Regions from separate parts of the Gossypium hirsutum genome. Here region 1 is linked to region 2. Evidence: chromatin contacts called from public Hi-C data. All regions are on one chromosome and are shown on one strand. Each heading gives the region's core, a stretch centred on a gene start, on an enhancer-like site or on the middle of the called end of the contact. The rest is flanking DNA. Distances are from core to core; before and after follow the strand shown. Region 1 holds the start of LOC107954678. Region 2 holds the start of LOC107954683 (E3 ubiquitin-protein ligase RNF4).

Region 1 (4,843 bases), core at 631-3,130, 160 kb after region 2:
TAAAAGTTAAAATATCTGGCCCTAGAATAGCACCATTAAACAAGAACCCAATGTTTCAGTGAAGGCAGTTATCCCCACATAAATTAACAAATAGGTAGTTATATAGAAATGTGTAATTAAACAAAAAAAAGAAAACTAAAACATCCAAGTTCTAACTTCTAACCAAAAAGGCACCATGCATTTAAAAACTATCTTCTGTTACACCCCCTATTTTTCTTATGGTCAAAAGGGCAACACACTAATGATGAAAAATATACACACATTAATTGCAATAATTACATTCACACGATAACAAAATGAAATACAGGAGAAACTATTTTCTTTAAGTCAATAAGGACTATGCATTATGCATATAGCAACTCAAAGAACTAAAACGCAAGGTTGTCACCTTTTTCTTCTTGCTTCTTCTTCTTTCCTCTGGGAAAAAAGCTTCCATCATTTTTGGCGATACAATTTGACTTTGTCTTTGCATATTGTATCTGCTGCACCAAATTAATCATACAGTCAATCAAACCTAAGAATCATTACAACTAAAACTGCATATAAATTAAGCCCGAAAAAGGAAGTTGATTGTAATCAAAAGTGATGCCTAGAATAAAGTAAGTTTGGTTCAAGTAGCCACTCGCAGAATAAAGCAAGTTTGGTTCAAGCTGCAAATGGTGTTATTGATGAGTAGCAAAAGTCTTCCATGGTTGTAGAAGGAACAATAACCCTAATTTATATAGAAAAATAAAACGACTCTTAAAATTTCAACAAAATGGGTTCTTAGTAAATAATAGAATAACTCCAACAACATTAGTACAAAACATATTTCAATCAGTGGGTATACAGTAACATTGAAATCACAAAACAAATGCAACACAAACATCATTAAAAATCGAAATTAAACTTCAAATACTAAATCCATACTATAACTAAAAACTATACCCAATATAGAAAAAATAAGCAAATTAAACTTACAATTCTAACAAGACTGAATGCCGTTTGTCCAGAGCCAGCTGAATCTCTTTTCTTCCACAAGTGATGCTCGTTCTTTCCAGCCTTCTGCAAACAAATTTTTAAAAAAGAACTAGTTGAATAATAACAAAAAAAAAATGAGGGTTTAAAATAATTGGGTAATTTCAGCAAACAAATAATGAGCATGTAGTTTAGGGTAATGTTCAATTACAAAAACGAGAAGATAAACAATACCCAGTGCCATTGTCGATGACGACAGCAAGGCGAGAAATGGAATCCATTGAGAAGAGAAACAGAAGCTAGGAAATCAATTTTGGTTGTGGTGGTGGATCTGCGAGCGAGACCCAAGAGAAAATTGAGAACAAAGGATCATGGTCATGAAGTGCGATTGAAGAAGTGCACATAAGGAGAAGCGAACTCTACTGTTGCCGAGCATGATTGTATTGACTAGATATCAACAACAACAAACTTGGATCCCAACTGAAAGCAGTGACGTTTCAATGGTATCGAATAGCAGTGGTTGGCGATATCGAAAGAAAATCCAATAATACTACCCATTTCAAACCTCCCTTCCCTTCCATAAAAATATTTCTCATCATTTTATCAACAAATTCCCTATTTTTCTTTTTCTCTCTTCATGCATCGAGTGAGTAAAAGAAAAAGAAGAAAGAATGAGGGATTATAGCTGGTGAGAAGGGCTATCGGGTTGAAGGAGAAGGGTAAAGGTGAGGGCAAAAATTAAAAAGGAAAAAAAATCCTATTCAATGCCTATTCAGCGGTGAGGGAAAGGAATGGCTATGCAGCCTCTTCCCAGAATAGGAATGGATTCAATGCAGGCCGCCATAGACATTACAACCAACCAAATTAATGTTTAGTGGTGGAACCATCAAATTGGGTTGTAATATATTCCTCTTCTTCCCAACCAAACATGCCTTGCATTAATATATATATCTCTCATTTTTTATCCTCTCATCATTCTAGCTTAGAATGATTAATTTTTATGTATTAGAATAAAAAATATCATTTATTTTATTTTTTCCTCTCACTTTAATTCTTAATCAAGCACAATAATAGAAAATATAATTTTTCTTTTTATAGGTGTGCTTGGTGGGAGAGATAAAAAAAAGTAAAAAGAAAATGCAATATTCTTTCCATCCATTGCTTGCTAGAGTTGAAAAATGAAAGAAAAGGAAAAAAAAATATGGAAAATGCATAATTTTAAACTAACATACATATTACTCCCTTATTTTCTCTCCTCTCATCATTCTAATTTGGAAGGATTAATTTTTATGGATTAAGATGAAAAATGGTAATTTCTCTTATTTTCTTTCCTCTCATTTTTCTTTCCAACTAAGCACACTGAAAATTGATTTTCTTTCCATTTTTCCACTCTCTCCTCCCATCCCTCCAATTTTCCAACCAACCAAGCATGCTCTTAGTGTTGCATTAATACATGGCTAAAACTTAATGGGGAAACTTTATATAAAATTATAAAGACTTCAAGCTTACCTTAATAAAGTGGAAAGAAAATTGAAATGATGAAAAATTGAATGAGTAGATGTAACGCCCCAAACTCGGCCTAAACGTTATGGTTAGATTGTGGAGGTTACATTGAACGTGAAAACAACGTTACTTCACTTTGGCAAAAACTCTTAACTCCCAAGAAATCAAGTTTGATTAACTCATTGAAGATGTACCATTCTTTGAAAACCCATGAGAACGTTGAAGAAAATCATGTTTGTTAGTTTTACCAAAACGTATTTAATTTACTAACTTTGTTTATAAGATAAAACATCTTAGCGAATTTCAATAAATCTTGCAACATGATGCATTATAGCAAATCGATCATATAATCGTGGTTCATTTTTAGTTATATTGATTTAAGCATAGTTAAAAGTTAAAACTTTTGCAAAAATAAATACCAAAATAGTTTTTAGCGTCCTAAACAATTTAAAATGTCCAAAAGTTTGAAAAGCCCATATAAACAAAAGAGAGTCCAATGTATACTTAAACCAAAAGAGTGAAATCCGAGCTCCAGACTCATCATCAAATCCTATGTCTGAGGATCACTTGAAACAAAACAAACAAATGCGTGAGCTTAACTCCCAGTGTGTGATTTGGCCCGCGTATTATAGTATATATAACAGAATGTATCATAGCATATCAAATTTCATATTGGAGCATATCATATATCATATCATATTTGTTTTCATATCATGTTGTAGCATGTTTCATATCTTGTTATATCGTAACTCATGTCATGTTACATCATATCATATCCTACCCCAACGCTACGCACTATCTCGGTCCCACCAACCACACCAATTAGGACTATAAGAGTCTATCCATCTAATCACACCTAGATGTGGCGGTATGCCACTCATAAATATGCAATTGAGCTGCCAAACAGAAATTTTGTGGTCTAGCCGCCATAGTTGCAGTAAAAACTACCATATAACACTTCCTCCATCATATCATATCCCACCCCAAAACATAGACAGAATCATAGTCATAATATTATACATAAATACATATATCATAAGTCCTACAACATGCATACACATATATTTTCTTTTAGGGAACATAGCATAGCATATAATTTTCAAACATACTTTTTAAGCTTATCCTTGTGTATATATGTACTAAAATTTACGTTTTTCTGAGCCTACATGATGCCAATGGACCCAATTTTTAATTTCTTTTATTCAAGCCTTAAAATTGGCCAAAAAGGCCCACATGGTCTACCAATCCAAGCCGTGTAATCACACACAGCTGTGTGCTCCACACGGCCTACCATATGATCGTGTGACGCTAGATAGTTTCGAAAATAGCTTTTATTTTGCAATTTTCTTGAGTTTGAGCAATATTTCGGGTTAGTTTCACACACCTGATAGTAGATGTTATCAACCCCTAATCGGAACTCACGAATCCTACAATCGTTCATTAAATTACCCTAATTAATCGTGGAAAAACTCATCTAAAATCGCATTTTTTATCAAAATTTTAATTCCTAAAATGAGATTCTAATACTTAATACTTAGAAAACAACGTCCAAAACACGAATTACTCTATTGGAGGAATTTGATTATCACCCCTTCGCCTAAACAAAATCACGAAAACACTTAACATAACATGGAAAAAAAACTAAATACACATAACTCAATCTTGTTGAAGAAAAAATTAAGGTTAAAATAACATAAAAATATCTTGGCAAAACTTACACCCCGCTTTGAACTACGACCAAATTACAAGTAACACACACGAACACCGAAAAAGATAAGATGGCTAGAATCAAAATTTAACAAAAATGGAACGAAAAGTACTCAAAGAAAAGTGAAAGAAAAAGAAAAAGAAAGAACAAAAGGAAGATGAAGTAAGAAAAGAAAAGAAAAAACGTGACAGATGTATGAGAGAAGTTGGGCGGTTGAAAGTGGGAGTAAAACTAGGGGTGATAACTAAAAAAATCAAATTAAAATAATTTAATTTTAATCAAATCCTAACTCACCAGATGTTATGGAATTTATATTAAACTCTAACACTCAACAAAAGCCTGAGCAAAAAAATTATTTCCCACTTCGTACTATAGGATTTGAACACAAGACCCAAAGAGTAACTAACAAGCACCTTACCACCAAACTAGTAAGCTCATTTTGTTTTAACTTGTCAAACAATAAAATTTAAACCAAATAATCAAGGATAGGAATAGAACCAAAAATTAACAAAATTCCAAGAGGTAGGATTTGAACTTAGGACCTCTAACACACATACAAATCACATAACCATTAAACTAAATTAAATCACTTGTCATAATTTAACTTTCCATAATAAAGAAAATTCAGGATGTTACAACTCTCCCTTCCTTTAAAAGATTTCAGCCTCGAAATTT
Region 2 (5,071 bases), core at 1,388-3,887:
ACACAACTTAATCTCCAAAAAAAAAGATAATAATAATAAACCCTGAAAAATTATTGATAGGATTTTTGCAAGTTAATCATAACGGGAAGTATGAAAACTGAAAATAAGAGAGAAAGAGAGAGAGAGAGAGGGCTTACAGATCCAGAGAGAGTGAAGAAAAAACAGTGAATATAAAATAAAAGAAAAAAAAATCTGGAGAGAGTTACAGAACCAAAAAAGAAAGATTTAAGTTAAACCAAAAAACAAAGTATAAATTTAGAGCTGCAAACATTAAAGCAGTTTGAGAGCAAAAGAGAGTTAGAAATTGGTTTACCTTTCAGTTGCAGTAAACTTGGAAACCCACCAAATGAGAGCAAGCGAAAGAGTGACAGAGAGAAAAAGAAAAGAAAAGGTTGAGAAGGCCAAGCGTAAATTGTGTTGAAAAGGTTGAGAAGGCCAAGCGAAAGAGTGACAGAGAGACAGAAGGAGTAAATCTGCAGAAACCGCAAGCTAGAAGGAAGAAACAGAAGACGGAAAGGGGAAGCGTCGATCGGGAGGGAGGGTAAAACAGGGTATAAAAGTGAAGCATGACCTAAACAAGGGATTAGAAATCGGTGAATTTTAGGGATTAGGTCTGTAATGTAATAGACCCGTGTTAGCTAATACAGTGAACCAAACAAAGGATTAAAGTGGAATTAAGTGGGGCCCACAGAATAGGGGTGTAATGGCTATGCCAATACATCTAACCAAACATGGTGTAATTCTAATGGTAAAAGAAATTTTTGTTATATGTATAGTGTCCTTGTAATGACCCAATTTCAAGGTTATTGGAATAGTAGTTTTGTAACCACAAATCTGATTTAAAGAAAAATCTATTTTAATATTTTTGCATGAATATTGACATGATAGGAAAATCCCATTTCACTAAAAAAAGGAATTGAACAAAAAAGTCAAAACCCGCGTAATGGGCTTTGACTTTGTGACAAAAAAGGAATTGTCGAAAAACAAGTTATGTGAATAATTATTATTGTTTGACATTACTAATGAGTAAACCTCTAGCAACAAGATAAAAAGTAAAATTTTCTTTTGTGAAATGAAATTCGAATTTAGAGAGACAAATAAAACAAATTTTATCTTCCTCCATTGCATATGTATATATAATTTAAATAGAGAAAAAATAGAATAGAAATATAGAGTTTTGCATCTTTCTATATCTCCCGAAAATTCTATTTTTACTAATAATCCTTGTTCTTGGATCGGATTCTAACGAATCGAATCTTTCGACAATTTGTAATAAATTTTTTCTTTAATAAATTCAAAAATTCAAATTAGAAGACAAGAACAATAGAATAATAAGAAAAGTAAGAATAAAGTAAGATAAAAAATACAAATGTGAGTGAAAAAAGAATCTAACTCGAAACTCAAGAACAAAACCACTAACATTTAACCATCTAACTAGAAGCTAATTATATAAAAAAAGTAAAAAAAAATGCAATTTAAAGGGAAAGCGCATCCAGTTGGAGGCACTTTCACACATTCTCTAAAAACGGTCTATTTCCTTAAATTTTCAAAATATCGACCTATTTAGTCAATTAATTTTTTTTGGTATATATAGCCTATTTAGCCTAAATTTTTATTTTTATTTATAAAAACACTGACAAAATCATATATCTTACTTTGCAAATAACATAATCTTTTATAATTCTTTACAAATAATATAGATATAAAAAGGTCTAAATGATCCTCCTTCTATTGACGCATGGCACATCATGGTACTCTCAAACTTTTTTTACATCATAAATTAGTGGTTAAAATTTTAATTCTTTTGTTATGCTTAAATTTGTGATTTAATATTTATATTTTAATTCTAACACAAATTGATCTTTATATTTTTATAATATTATTAATTAATTAAAATAGTTAATATTTTTATTTTTTATTAAAATATTACTTTGTTATATATAATTTAAATGTCTTAAAACTCTTAGAGATTGATAGAGTGGCTTCCCATTTCTTTTGAGTTTGTCTTTGTTTTCTTTTTTACATTATAAGATAATAGTCTCTATATTATACTGAAATGTGAGATTTAATATATACATGCTTTAATTTTTTATATAATTTGCTTCCTTTATTTTATAATATAATTAGTTAGGCTAAACAGTTAATATCGTTAATTATGTCAATCAAATGTTGATGTCAATTTTTCTTATGAACACAACAACAACCAAGAATATTTTATCATGACAAATTCAAATGAATAATTTTAAGGAAAAAAATTTTAGTTACTATTTTCAACATTATGGTTATTATTGCATAATTATCAAGTGAATATATATTTTTAATTTTAAGATTTTACTCTAATAAATTTAATAAAAAATTTAATAATCATAATAACTAAATTAAATTTTTAAATTCAAAAAATATAAAAATTAAATTCCTAAAAATTAAAATAAGAAATAAATTATAAATGTATAAAAAATATAAAATTTTTATATTTTTATTCCATGGTTTCACATAAACATAATTAAGCCACTTGCTAAGAATGAGAATCTAGCATGAATCTAACTTTTAAAAATGAACTAATTTTTAAAATAGCCACGTGGTGCATATGTGAGTCACCACGTGACAGGTATTAGAATTCGAGAGATCAAGCCACGTGGAAACCAAGATTTCCTGGTTTGTGACCAGCAGTTCCTTTCCATTCCCTCGCACTAAATTCTTTTGCCTGTTTAAAAACCCTAAATTCACAAGATTTTCATAAGGTTTTCCACCTTCCCTCATCTCCCTCCCTCCCTTCCAAATCCTAATTTTCTTTTTCCTTCCAATTATTCTTTTTTTTTCTTTTGGGAATTTTTTGAATTCGAAAATTGATTCCATTTTTCCATGATTTCAAGGTATTTTTTTAAATCTCTCATACTTTCTCTTGTTAATTTCTTTTATTCTTTTTTCAATTCGTTTTAATCAATGCGGTGATCTGGTTGATGTTCAATTGCTGAGATTTGAGATATTTTTATTACATTTTTTTTTCTAATCTTGATGTGTTCTTAAATTAAATTTGATTAAATTTCTTAAAGTTCATTTTTTATTTGATTATCAGTTTATTATAATTGATTGGTTGCGGGTTTTTATCTGCCGATCGGTTCTAGTTCGAATGTTGACTAATTAAAAAAAAAATGATTTTATGTCGAGTGGTTGTTCATTATCCCGTACTTCTTTAAATAAATTAATTTAATCAACAATATCAAGCTGGAAATATGGAAATCAGTTGTTCACTCATTTGGTGCTGTTTGGATCATTAAGGAAGCAAGCTTGAGAAAGAAAAAAAACATATCTTTTTTGCTAAAATATTATTCAAATTACTATTTGCATATTACTCTTTCATTTTTTTCAAATTAAGAGTTTAGAAGAATTAAGTGTCTGTCTGCTCATTTTCTGGATCTTTTTGAGTTCTAAATCATGAGTTTTTTTCGTAACTGTCGAGATTGAATCAAGTATTTGTGAGTTTCTTATACTTTTCAAATGTTATTTTTCTCGTGCTTCAATCAGGTGAAAGAATTTATTGGTTTTAGTGAAAACTTGATGTTGAAGTTCAAGGTGATTGTTTTTAGGTATTGTTGAGGCTGCATATTTGAATAGCACTTAGGAAAAATATTAAGCCGAACATGAGCACAATAGAAGTGAGGGGGCCTTCTGTTAGAGGGTATCGACGAAGGAAGGCACTCCTGGATCTCAATGTTCCTCCCACTGAAATCAGGGAACAGGAGGGTACTTCGCAGCAGGCTGGATCTGAGCAACTGACTACTCAACCCGTACAGCCTCCACCATCTGCAACTATTGATGTTGAAGCTATTGATGTTGAAGCTATTGATGATGATGTAATTGAATCTTCCGCTATAGCATTCGCAGCGGTATGCAGTTCTTGTTCAATAGTATTTTGTTTTCACATTAACTGTACATTAAACTTGTCTTTATGGATTCATTTGCATGATGGTGATGTAATTGAATCTTCCGCTATAGCATTCGCAGCGGTATGCAGTTCTTGTTCAATAGTATTTTGTTTTCACATTAACTGTACATTAAACTTGTCTTTATGGATTCATTTGCATTATGTAGACTGTTATTAATTTTCTTGGGGTTTTATGTCAGGCTAAAAACAATTCTAGGAGAAGCCGTGGAAGGACTGTTGTTGACGTAGATTCAGGTAGCTAAATTTATTAGGGAAGGGTGTGGCTAATATTTTCTTTTTCGTCATCTGCTACCTGCATTGCCGTAAGCATGTTGCATAAAAGAACCTTGTTCTATATATCTGCTCGACGTCAAAAGATTCCATTTTAGTTATATTATTGACGCCATAATAATTTGATTTCTGACATGATTTAGGTGATTAATTATTTTTATGAGTTAGAGGGTCCTTAGGGAAACTTAAGACCACCCTTTAACTTGTTGATCATAAGGGATTTTCGTGTGGTTTTTTTGGGTGATAAAATACCAAATAATAATAATAATAATAATAAAATAAAAGATTAATAGGAATACGGAAGGAACCTGGATGAATTCTCTTCAGAAATGACAATTACAAGCAAAGCAATCACAATCTATTTACCAAACATGTCTTTAATCCAAGTGGAAATCTATTTGACATCATGTGCCTCATAACTCATTAGAAGAAACCGATCAATTTTTTCTTTATATACTTCTGAGAATTGTATTAAAACTTTGTTTCGTATGTCCTCGAGTTCTCAGAACATATTTTTGGTGTGATTGCTTTAGATTTAGAACTATATACTACTAATTTTTGATAACTTTATAGTCTATATTAGTTTGTTAAGGGGATTATAGAATATACACATGTCTCTGAGCTGTTTGCCCTTAATCGGGGCCTGTGAAGTGGGTTGTACTGTTTACTGATGGCTCAAGCACTAGAATAAAACAGACCTTTTCCTCAAGTGAGGTAAATGTTATTTCGCAGCGAACTGATCTACTCCAATTTTATGTTTCTTGTGTCACTGGATAGGTCAACCAACTTAGAGACTGGTGGTTCTTTATTTACTTTATTTATTCTTTTGTAGTTGAAGTGTTGGACCCTAGATTA

What was found. Hi-C and Micro-C count contacts between places; a contact is called where the count stands out from the background.
Region 1: a Hi-C map of leaf shows a contact between it and region 2, with 1.9 times the contacts expected there. The contact joins the promoter of LOC107954678 here to the promoter of LOC107954683 in region 2. A contact is called at or near these places in 4 of 34 Hi-C or Micro-C datasets (hypocotyl and leaf).

What each region holds. Positions count from the first base shown.
Region 1 is chrD07:31,335,704-31,340,546 of Gossypium_hirsutum_v2.1, forward strand. LOC107954678 reads right to left here and starts at 1,881. Exons shown (of 4, transcript XM_016890303.2): 1 at 1,192-1,881; 2 at 961-1,044; 3 at 389-482. The coding sequence starts at 1,238.
Region 2 is chrD07:31,176,433-31,181,503 of Gossypium_hirsutum_v2.1, forward strand. It overlaps LOC107954683 (E3 ubiquitin-protein ligase RNF4), which reads left to right and starts at 2,638. Exons shown (of 5, transcript XM_016890311.2): 1 at 2,638-2,873; 2 at 3,526-3,887; 3 at 4,126-4,180. The coding sequence starts at 3,642. It overlaps LOC121219053, which reads right to left and starts at 631. Exons shown (of 5, transcript XM_041096532.1): 1 at 314-631.